Linked DNA regions of Mus musculus: regions 2 and 3 are each linked to region 1. The links are chromatin contacts, called in public Hi-C and HiChIP or PLAC-seq maps. All regions are on one chromosome and are shown on one strand. Each heading gives the region's core, a stretch centred on a gene start, on an enhancer-like site or on the middle of the called end of the contact. The rest is flanking DNA. Distances are from core to core; before and after follow the strand shown.

Region 1 (3,652 bases), core at 397-2,896:
GCCTGCTGACAGCACAGATGTAAGCGGAGAGCAGCAGAGCTCAGGAAAGGGGTTGGGAATGGGTGGCTTTTCCAGAACATCCAGATCTTTCATTTTTCTCCTACACCAAGAGAACATAGGACGTCATTTACATAAAACAGAATAGGAAATGTAATTGCTGTCAGGGGAAAGAGCATTGCTCAGGCTAACGTGTACCGCTTGGTGACAAGGCTAACACTCTATAAGTAGGTGTACAGGAAAGAGCAAGGATGTCGTGCCCATGGGTCAAAAATAAAATATGCCAATTACCACAAATAATTCTATACCACCTCCCCCACCCCATCTCACAGAAAAAGAAAAGAAGAAGAAGAAAAGCCTTGGGAGGCATTGACACTCCATTTCCTGTACTTAGGGCTTTCCTGAACACCAACACAGGCTACATCATGATTTATGCAAACATTACCCAGGGGAGTGTGCCATTTCCTGGCTCCTATTAAATTGACAAAATCTGTAAGTTACATCCAGTAAACTCATCCCCAGGATTTTTTTTTTACTCATCACTGCTGGAAGTTATGATTTATTAAATATAGATGTGGTTCATCTCACTTCGAATTTCATTCACAATGTTGCCCACACACAGTCTGCTAATTTTTCAAGTGCTTATAGATACAGAACACCAAGGCAGTCCTTCTGGGAAGGTAAGTCAATAGAATGTGTTAGCAGGAATGTAACGCTAGGCCACTGGGGAGTTATTTTAACTTGACTGAAGTCAGAGCGCTTTGCAAATCCTGACAAAGAAGCAGGAGTGGTATTTAGATGTGCGACTGCAAAAAGCCACGGATTCTTAAGCTCTTCTCGCCTTTTTCTTTCCTAAGTATGACAACTCCAAAGGCACTTAATGCTCATTGCTGTGGAGATGAGAAACCTTGGAAAGCCGCTGCCCTTTCCTGTGGAACATAAAGACGGCTCAAATGTCAACCCCTGCTCTGCCTCTCCCGGGTCCTTGGAAGACTCTATCTACGTGGGAGGTGAACACATTCAAGCTTGGATTTTTGAAGCCTATAGTGTAATAGGAAAAGGGCCACCCAGCAGCTGAATGTGGTCAGTCTGGAGTGAAGCCTTCTGGTTCACCCCAAAGGGCAAAGGTGAGACAGACCGCTCTCCACCACCCCGTGATGCTATTTATAACAGGGCACCTGGAGATCGTGGTGCCCTCCTGACCCCGCGGGATCTGGCTCCAAGGGAATTGTCTTCAGACACTTTCCAAACTTGGTCCGGCTCTGGGCACACACTCACCCCTGGGCCGCCTCCATACCCCAAGAGCGGATTGCTGACCCGGACACCACCACGAAGCTGCCTACCTGTCTATGGCACCGCGGAGGGTCGCATCGGAGGCGGGGGACAGCGCGTGCAGTCCGGGGACCTGCGCCGGGTCCTGGGCGTCTCCCTTGCCCTGGGCAACGCGGCACACCTGCACTGCCAGCGGCGAATCCTGGGCGCCTGCCCGGCCCGCGGCGCTCTGCCCGTCTTGCAGGGACGTGGTCATGGTCGTAGGCCAGGGGTCTAGGGAGTCATCGACCGCGAGGCGAAAGCTACGAAGGGCTGGGGGCGAGCAGAGCCGAGCGGTTGCAGGCAGCGAGCGCCTTGCAGGTGCGGTGGCAGGGCCGCCTGCGCTCACGGCCAGGGCGGCTGGGACGCGGTGGGGCGGGGAGCGGGGGAGGGGCGGGGGCGGAGGAGGAGGGTGGGGACGTAGAGGGTGGGGACCGGGAAGAGCGGTGCTGGGGGGCGGGGAGGATGGAGCGCCAGCCTGGCGGGCCCTGCGCGTAGCCCGGGCACTCGGGGGCGCTGGTGTCACTCTCCTGAAGCGTGGGGACCTCGACCTCAGGCTCCCTAAGTCCCACCGCCGCTTTCCCAAGTGGGTGACCCAGCACAAGGCTGAAAGTCCCGCGGGCCGAGTGCCACTCTGGGCTAGGAGGACCGACCTCCAATCTGCCTGGGTCCAGGCAGAACTGGTCCTTAGACCCTTCCGTGCCAGTAGGGCCACGGGAGATCACCTAAGCTGTGGCTTGATCATCAAGACAGACCCACAGTACTGGCAAACCAGGAGGAAATCTTAGGGCAATGTATTCTCCAGTCCCGCCCCCCACCCCGCGCTCCCTCCCCCACCACCCCTTTCCTTTTCCTCCGTGGCAAGAGATGGAGTAAAGTGAGGAAAAATCAGGGTTGCTGTCTTAGAAAAACTCCTTTGAACTGGTGAGAATTCTCAGTAAAACCTGAATGAATCTCAAGGTGCCTGGGATTATTAATAGAGTTTTTTCCTTGTGTTCGTTCTTTCTTTCTTTCTTTCTTTCTTTCTTTCTTTCTTTCTTTCTTTCTTTCTTTCCTTCTTTCCTTCTTTCCTTCTTTCCTTCTTTCCTTCTTTCCTTCTTTCCTTCTTTCCTTCTTTCTTTCTTTTCTTTTCTTTTTATTTATTTTTTATATTTTTACTTAGTTATTAATTAATTTTTTTTTTTTTTTGGTTTTTGGAGACCAGGGTTTCTCTGTGTAGCCCTGTCTGGCCTGGAACTCACCCTGTAGACCAGGATGGCCTCGAACTCAGAAATCTGCCTGCCTCTGCCTCTGCCTCCCAAGTGCTGGGATTAAAGGCCTGTGCCACCACTGCCCAGTTCTTTTCTTTTTTTAATGAGAGCATCTTTCTCATATTTTCCACATTCTGCCTTGCTCTCCTAACTATTCCATGAATCTACTACTTGCCTCATTTTATACATAAGAATATTAGGGTCCCCAAGCAACCCAGGGCAAGGCCCTGCTTAGCTCTTAGTTAACAGATGCACTCAGGATTCATCCCATAAGCTTCCATGTCAACCTAGGCAATGAAACAGTAGAGGCATTGTGTTCTTCCAGGATGCAGCAACCATACCCTGAAATCCGGACTTCTGTCCCTGCTTTTCATGAAGTATCCTACATCCTGTGCACCGTGGAGGACTTTCAGAGAGTTTACACACTCTTTGTTCTCTGACCAACTTAGATATCATCTGGTCCTGGCACCTGTTTCCCTAAGTCAACCTCCACTTCTTCTGTCCATGGCAAGATAAACATCCCTCCTGAAAAAGTGAGCCATCCTTGTTGTCCTGCTTGAGTATATCCCCTATCAGAATGTCAGCCCCAAACTCTGATGACAACTGGGGTTAAAATTGGCATGCTTCCTGGTTATAACCACTCCACGAACTGAGAACACTTGAGTCACAAAATAGGTAATAATCAACTTCTTCATCTTCCTAAAGTCTAAATTAAGAATTAAAACAGCATGAATGTCCATGACTGTGTGGAAGCTGTGGCTTCCAGGAGTCCTTATAAAAGGCAGTGGCCAACCCAGAACAAAAGAGTGGCTTCCCTGGGGGATAAAGCTAATACTAATGGTCTTAGCTAAAGCTTATCACTATACATGTGGGCTTTAAATGCATTTAATGGCAAAGCACTGAGTGGTGGTTTGAATATGCTTGGCCCATAGAAAGTGGCACTGTTAGGAGGTATGGCCTTGTTGGAATAGTTGTGGCCTTGCTGAAGGAAGTGTGTCTCTGTGTAAACAGGCTTTGAGGTCTCCATGTGCTCAAGCTCTGCCCAGCACAGAAGAGTTCCTTCCTGGCTTCCTCCAAGAAGACAGATCCCTCTG
Region 2 (3,652 bases), core at 554-3,053, 240 kb after region 1:
AGTTTAGAATCTTATTTAAGGAACTAAACTTTTCACCCGAATATGAAGTAGTTCACAGAGCATGGTACAGTTTAGGAAGGTGATGTCCTTTTTATTTATGCTTTTAGTCAACACGTGTTTCAAAATGACAAAGAACATGACCATTTCTGTCTTAGGGTTTTACTGCTGTGAAGAGACACCATGACCAAGGCAATTCTTATAAGGACAACATTTAATTGGGGCTGGCTTACAGGTTCAGAGGTTCAGTTCATTATCATCAAGGCGGGAGCATGGCAGCATCCAGGCAGGCATGGTGCAGGAGGAACTGAGAGTTCTACATCTTCATCTGTAGGCTGCTAGTAGAAAACTGGCTTCCAAGGCAGCTAGGATGTGGGTCTTAAAGCCCAGGCCGACAGTGCACTTCCTCCAACAAGGCCACACCCACTTCAACAAGGCCACACCTCCTAACAACGCCACTCCTTGGCCTAAGCATAATCAAACCTTTTCAACTCACAGTAACAATTCTCTGTTGTCTCTTAACGTCACTGTTGTCAAGAGAGCCAGAAGTCGAGCACACTGTAAAAACAGATGCCTCTCTGAAACGTAAATATATCTACAAGTGCACAGATGTTTCTGCTGTTGGATATCCTAATCCTGGGCAATGGCATCCTTCTGCTTTAGTAGTCCGTGCATGGTGTGTAACATGCCAAGCCTGTCCAAACAGACACTTTTATATAGACACTGTGCTTCATAGAATGGACTGCATCTTAAGCCACGTTATATAATTGGTATGCATTGTCCTCTCCCACCACCACCGCAAAAATCTGCCTTTTCTTCTTTGACTTTTATGAATCAACCTGAACCTGTACTCCCCGCTTCCCTGAGCCACGAGGCCGGAGTACAGTCACAAAGACATCATAGGCTACACCATCTTCCTCTAGCCAGAGTAAAACACATGTGTTTTGTAAGGAAATTAGATGGGAACTGGCCCTTGGCTTGCTAGGGTGAGTGGCACCTTCTGCGCAGGCTCGTTGTGCTGTAGTTGTCAGTGTTTCTGCGCAGGCTCATTCTGCTATAGTCCTCGGTGTTTCTCTGTATGAAGCCAGGAAGGATTCTCAGGTCCTCCCTCCATCATTGTAAGCGAGCCTGCTGTTCTAATCATTCTTGCCCATACCCAGGCTTCTGCCACTCGAATGCATTTCACAATTTGAGCCTTTGTCTCAGTTTTGGGACCAATCAAAGGACCTGGGTCATTTCAACTCAATGTACCGATATCTACACCTTCCATTTTCTTATATATGTCCAGTTAATTCTCTCAGGGGCATGACCTTCCAGAGCAGAGTATAGGACCTTAGGAATACCAGAGCTGAGAACCAAACACCCAACAAATCCTCCTGTGACCACGACGGTGAAAACAAACCTATGTTCCTGGTGCTGATGAGCCTTTGGCAGATAATGACATGTTTCGTTACTAATAAGGAAAAGCCTAAATCTCTCTGGCACGGGACTTGGCTGGTGTGCTAGAGAGTCCTGGCTCCGCCCTCAGCACTGTAAATAGTGATGATAATAATTATTATTTGTTATACTCTTTATCCAGCCAGGTTTTATTTATAGTGCTTCCATGGTGCGTTTGATAGGCAGTTGTTAGAGAATTACTTCTAAGTGAACGAACTGTATTTGCTGAGTTAATATTTTTTTCCCCAGCATGGGATTAACCTGGATATTTTGGTATTTGAGGAAGCTCATTCACTTTCATGGCTTCACCTAGTATCTGTTTGGTTTTACTTTAAAAATAAACAAGTAAATACAAGGTCTTCCGAAGTGGCCCAGGCTGACCTCAGTTTCACAATCCTCCTGCCTCCACCCCTCAAGTGCTAGAATGAGAAGCATTCGCCACCGTCTGGCTGGTTTGGCATTTGTTTCTAATAACTATTGAACCTACACTAGTTTTATTCTGACTTTGTTTTTTCTTCTATGGTAAGATGTCTCTTGAATGTTTAAGTAATTGAAAGTTCACATTGAAATCTGTGTTCATTAGTATTTTCTTCCTTCTCCCAGTGCCAAAAAGAAGAAGAAAAAGAAGTTGAGAGAGGATCTCACTGTTTGTCCTAGATCGGCGTGTATCTCTCTGTCCTGAGCTGGTGCTCTTTCAAGCCATTGTTTGTTTTGGGTTTTGTTCTTCTCTGTTTTTTTTTTGTTTGTTTGTTTGTTTGTTTGTTTTTTGGGGTTTTTTTTTTTTGGTTTGGTTTGGTTTGGTTGTTCTGTTTTGTTTTGTTTTGTTTTGTTTTGTTTGTTTTAAGAAAAGGTCTCTCTACTTTGCCTTCACTGTCCTAGAACTCACTGTGTAGACCTGGCTGACCTTGAACTCACAAAGCTCCAGCTGCCTCTGCCCCCTGAGTGCAAGAATCTAATGCATGCTCCACATGCCCATCTCACCACAAGCTTAACTATAATGCCTTCATTTCTCTTTCTTGTTATGTATACATTTTTGCTGATTCTTTTCTTATTCTTACTAATTCTCTTGAATCGTAAACCTTATTTATTATTGGGATCAGGTGTGGTGGCACATGCTCACAATCCCTGCATTCAGAGTTTATGTCAAAAGACTCATAAGTTTATGGTTAGCCTGTACTATGTAAGGACTTCAAGGACAGCCTGGGCTACAGAGTACACCTGTCTTATCAAACAGCAGCAGCAGCAACAACAATAATAACAACAACAAAATATACCCCAAATCAAACCCTAAACTATTAATTTTTGCATTCAAAAAATAACTAAAGCCAGTATTTAACATGTATTTGTTATTGCCGTGGTAGGGCATACCATATAGAAATTTATACTAAATCATTTTTGCAAAACACATCATGAAAGTGTCCATCCACACTGGGAGTGAAATGATTGATCCATCCAGGTCCCCAGAAAGGCATTAACCAAGCTACCTCTCACGCCCCACAAAAAAAAAAAAAGAAAAAAAAAGAAATGAAAAAGAAAGGAAAAGAAAAAAGAAAAAGAAAGGAAGGAAGGAAGAATGAAAGAAAAGAAGAGAGAAAAAAGAAAAAATAGAAAAATCCACTTTGATAGCAACTTTACTGAGTCACTGTATCTTGAGTCACATGGGATTCTGTTACTGGAAGTCAGTCCTCCCTGGTTCCTGGGGTAGTCTATTAAAGTTCCAGCTGTCATATATCTATACCTGTGTGCTGTGTGCTCTATAGGTCAAAGGGAAGCAGGAAGAAGCCCCCTTTATACTTTCCTGTCTCTGGCATTTTGGGTCTGTTTCTTGAACTCCTGGGTGTGATTTTTTGGATACCCACAGTGGAACTATTTGAGGCATTGCTGTATCTTCACCCAGGCAGTTCTCCATTACACAACTATCCTCCCTTAGGAGTTTAGAGAACAAGAAAGAACTGTGCCTTCACACACACTCACACACATAGGCACACGCACACACATACATGTGCGCGCATGTGCGTGCTTTTTACCTTGCTTTTAAAAAAGAGTGTGTGTTCCCAGGTGCTGGAAACTGAAACAGCTGTTACAGAAATCCTGTATTTGGCATAAGATGCACCTTCATGCTTCCTCATTTGCAGGTCCCAGGAAAGATGCAGCTTGCATTTTGAGTACATGCCTGACTTCCCTAGATCACAGAGTTTTTCCCCAATGAGTAGAAAAC
Region 3 (3,652 bases), core at 623-3,122, 160 kb after region 1:
ATCTTTTAAAAAAATTTAAAAAGGCAGGATACATATATCTATGGTAGTGGGTAGGCACTGAGAAAGGCAGTCTAGGGAATGTATGGTATAAGCAACACAAGGTTTGCCAGGATTGGCCAAAACCAAGAAAGTGAAGACACCTTCTCTGTCCCTGACATAAATCACACTCCAAGGTTTTACCATCATAATCAGAGTTGAAAATGAAGTTAAATGAGTGAAGCACTTCTGATGAGCCTGGGGATGTTGTCAGCTCTTCCTAGCTGTGTCTCCATCAGGAGGCAGCCCTAGACCCAAGTTCAGGAAGGAGAATTAAGGTACATCCAGACCACAGTGTTCTCAGACTGAAATTAGGAGGACCTATCTCTCCCTGCTGGAGCTCCGGAGCAGGAGTTAAACATTATTGAAGCACTATAAAGTAATGTTATATCATTGTTAATGTTAATGGTAAGTACTCCTTTGAATAAGCAAAGACAATGGGGACAGAGGAGGCTGAAATCACTAGTAACTGCTTCTGGACCTTTCTGGCTGGCTTGAGGAAACAGTTACTAGCTAAGGAGCAGCCAGATGGACTACCTCCATGCCTGCAGCAGTCACTCTCAACACCCCAGTGATGGCCTGGGTAAGTCACATTGCAGCTACGGCTGCTTATGACCAAAGCAGTTCACCTCCTAAAGGTACGTCCCAGCCAGGGCTGATTCAGATAACCTACTCTAGACTTGGCTCTTCTGAGCCTCAGTGAACTCTGGGTGATTGTGTAGCCTTTCCCACCCAGGGCGGAGAAGAACTGTTTTCCCTACTGACCCTGACAGAAGTCTTGCGACTGGTACACATGCTGTCCTTCACCTGCATAAACTACTGCTGTGATTGGCTGAACATGGTTTTCATGATAGACTGTGCCATGACTGCTTTTTAAACACCCTTTCTTTCCTAACCCTTTTTCTAGATGTTATCATCAGGCTGTTTGTGATGGCTAGTTTTGTGTCAACTTGACATAAGCTAGCTTCTTTATTTGGGAAGAAGGAATCAGATAGTGAAAAAAAATGCCTCTATAGAATTAGCCTGAAAGCAATTCTGTAGGAGATTTTCTTGATTTATAATTAATGAGGAGAGGGCCCAGCTCACTTCGAGAAGTGTCAACCCTGGTCTGGTCCTGAGTGCTTTAGGAAGGAAGGCTGAGCAAGCTATGAGGAACAAGTCATTATTAAACAGTGATCCTCATGGCCTCTGTTTCAGTTCCTGAATGAAAATAAATAAATAAATAAATAAATAAATAAAAATAAATAAGGAAGGACATGACTGATCCTAGGTATGATGGAACATAAAGTTCATTATAGATAAAAGGGAAAGCATAGCCAGGGGCATCTAGAAGAGTCCACAGGGAACATGGTTCTGACCTGGGCAATGTGAGGAGAGATAGGGAGAGAGAGCAAGAGAGAGACACCTCTGACCAGGAAGGGTGGCTTGGGCCAAAAGACTGGCCAAGAAACTGGCATAGCCAAAATAGCGCAGTTATATAGGGAAGGGCAGCACAGCTCCTGGGCTGGAAAAGTTTAGGGTAGCAGGCACGGTATGTCAGCCATACCCTGAGGGATGCTGGGACTAAGGGATGCTGGGAGAACCTGGCATCCAGGTTTGCCGTAGTAATGTGTTAAATAGGCACCTCAGTCATTTGCCCTGGGTTTGAAACCTACCAGTTCCTACCTCAGTTTCCTGTCCTGGCTTCCCCCAAGGATGGATTTATAAGCTGTAAATTAAAGTAACCCCTTTTCTCCCCAAGCTGCTTTTGGTAAGAGCATTGTATCACTGTGATAGAAACACCCAAGAACACTGTTTCACTTTGTGTGTCAGCTGAAAGACATCCTGTGCTGCTCTCTAGTGTTGCGGCATGAGGCCCAATGATCGGTTCCTTAACAACTCTGCTCATCACGATTATCATTAGCAGAGCTGGCTGACACAGAAAAACGGGGGAAATGTTAACAGCACTGTGACGGAAGAGGCTGCAGTGAACACAAGGTTAGTGGGGAGGAGGGGCTGAAGAGTGGAAAAGCGTGATGGGGGAGGGGCGCTAACAAAGAACAGAGGCAATAGGGACAAAGGGAGACTGGGAGTAGAAAGGAAGTCAAAAGAAGACAGGAAATTGAAGCTGGAGAAAGAAGGCTGCAAAGAGCTAGAGAAAGAGACACTGTGGACTGGGTCACTGAGAGAGTTCCAGAGATGTCACACCCAAGGGCCACAAATACCCTAGGCTCTGATGTTCCAACAACATAGAGCCTGCTCTCCCGAACCCAAGGTCTGTCTGAACACTCTTAATACAAGCAGGTGGCACCTGCTGCTCCTTGCTGCTGTCTCCAAGTCAAGAGTGACATAAGTTGCCCAGTCTGCGTGGAGAAAGGGGGCACTGGTTATTGAATCCCATTGCAGTAAGCCTCTGACTCGAGAGCCTGGAGCCTCTGGTTTCTAAAGGGCTCTGGGCTAGATGCCTCTGGGTCTTTTCCAGGCCAGGCCCCTAAGCCTTGGGCACTTTCTCAGTATCAGAAAAAGTTTCTCCTCATCTACCCATAATTCCTAGCTGGGTGGGGCAAAAGGATTCCACCAGTTTACTAGTAACGAGTTTCTCTCCTCACGTCACAATAATTTCTCTCATCCCACGAGCCTCACAGCACTGAGATCTTACGTGCATTCATGTGAATGTAACAAACAAAACAAAGCTGCTTAGTTTTGTGTATTTTATACTCTCGAGAGGACTCTGAGATCTTTAAACTGAGTCCTATCATCGCAGCTCATGTACACATGAGTCCCTTACTCATCCTCGTTGTGGACTTTGTGTTTGCATTCTGAACTTCTAACTACATTTTAAAACCTCTGGGGTATAACACACATATATATTTCTTCAGTCCGTGTTTCTTACTCATTAGTAATGCTGGTATATGGAAATACCACACCCACATGAATGATGGCGTGGAGCTGACCCTGTGAATTCCACCACGCTGTACCTCTCTCTCTGGAAAAGCCGGTTCTGAAGTTATTTCCTGAGAGGACGACCCTCATGTCTCCCTCTCCATGCTCATGCTCTAGAGCCCCAGACTCTACTCAAGCAGCGGCCATATCCAACAGCTATGAAAGGGACATTCCCTCACAAGATACACACACACTCATTTTTTGCTTCCACTCTTACAACACACCCCTCTGTAGGGTCAGCATTTAGAATTAATGTCCTTACAAAAGGCTTAAGGTGGTCAATTCCTTTCCTTACCCTCTGCGCTCTGCCACATGAAGATACACCACCTCACTGCGAAATGGTGCTTTTTGATCCTGGACTGCCCAACCTCCAGAACATAACCTTCTGTTCTTTATAAGCCACCCAGTTTGTGGTACTGTGCTAAGGCAGCAGGAACAGGCAGGCAACTCCTGGCAGTCCCATAAAGCTTTTGGAAAACCCTGCGAATGAAATACTCAACTATTAAATAAGGGTTCCCCTTGTCCCCTGCCCTCCCCCTCTTTTTTTTTTCTTAAGGAAAAACAATGGTCACAGCCCTTCATGATGAGTCAAGAGGATGTCGTGGTAACTCTCAGCAGTGTTACTGCAGGAAGCTGCACAAACACTTTCATGTGAACTAAGAGATCAAAAAAATAAGAGACAATAGCGCCTCAA

Evidence for each region. A called contact is a pair of places that touch in the nucleus more often than the background predicts. HiChIP or PLAC-seq counts read pairs in DNA pulled down with a chosen protein or histone mark.
Region 2: a contact with region 1 is called in a Hi-C map of liver, with 5 times the contacts expected there. The contact joins the enhancer-like site here to the promoter of Grb14 in region 1. A contact is called at or near these places in 3 of 39 promoter capture datasets (hippocampal neurons and liver), 1 of 484 Hi-C or Micro-C datasets (liver) and 1 of 9 other capture datasets (adipose tissue).
Region 3: a contact with region 1 is called in an H3K27ac HiChIP or PLAC-seq map of trophoblast stem cells, with 3 times the contacts expected there. The contact joins the enhancer-like site here to the promoter of Grb14 in region 1. A contact is called at or near these places in 1 of 39 promoter capture datasets (the 3T3-L1 cell line), 1 of 15 datasets of contacts at CTCF or cohesin (the NIH/3T3 cell line), 3 of 484 Hi-C or Micro-C datasets (Sertoli cells, cortical neurons and liver) and 2 of 115 datasets of contacts at active chromatin or transcription factors (pancreatic cancer cells and trophoblast stem cells).

Annotation. Positions count from the first base shown.
Region 1 is chr2:65,021,120-65,024,771 of GRCm38.p6, forward strand. It overlaps Grb14 (growth factor receptor bound protein 14), which reads right to left and starts at 1,647. Exons shown (of 14, transcript NM_016719.1): 1 at 1,341-1,647; 2 at 1-100. The coding sequence starts at 1,525.
Region 2 is chr2:65,260,623-65,264,274 of GRCm38.p6, forward strand. No RefSeq gene overlaps it. Among named protein-coding and RNA genes, the nearest start is that of Cobll1, 24 kb to the left of the region's middle. Within about 2 kb of position 1,804, at least 7 of the 459 cell types and tissues checked have an H3K27ac peak or open chromatin away from gene starts, as enhancers often do. A contact at or near this core is called in liver, where this site is marked.
Region 3 is chr2:65,179,304-65,182,955 of GRCm38.p6, forward strand. The region is part of intron 1 of Cobll1 (Cobl-like 1); the gene reads right to left. Among named protein-coding and RNA genes, the nearest start is that of Gm13594, 53 kb to the right of the region's middle. Within about 2 kb of position 1,873, at least 55 of the 459 cell types and tissues checked have an H3K27ac peak or open chromatin away from gene starts, as enhancers often do. A contact at or near this core is called in trophoblast stem cells, where this site is marked.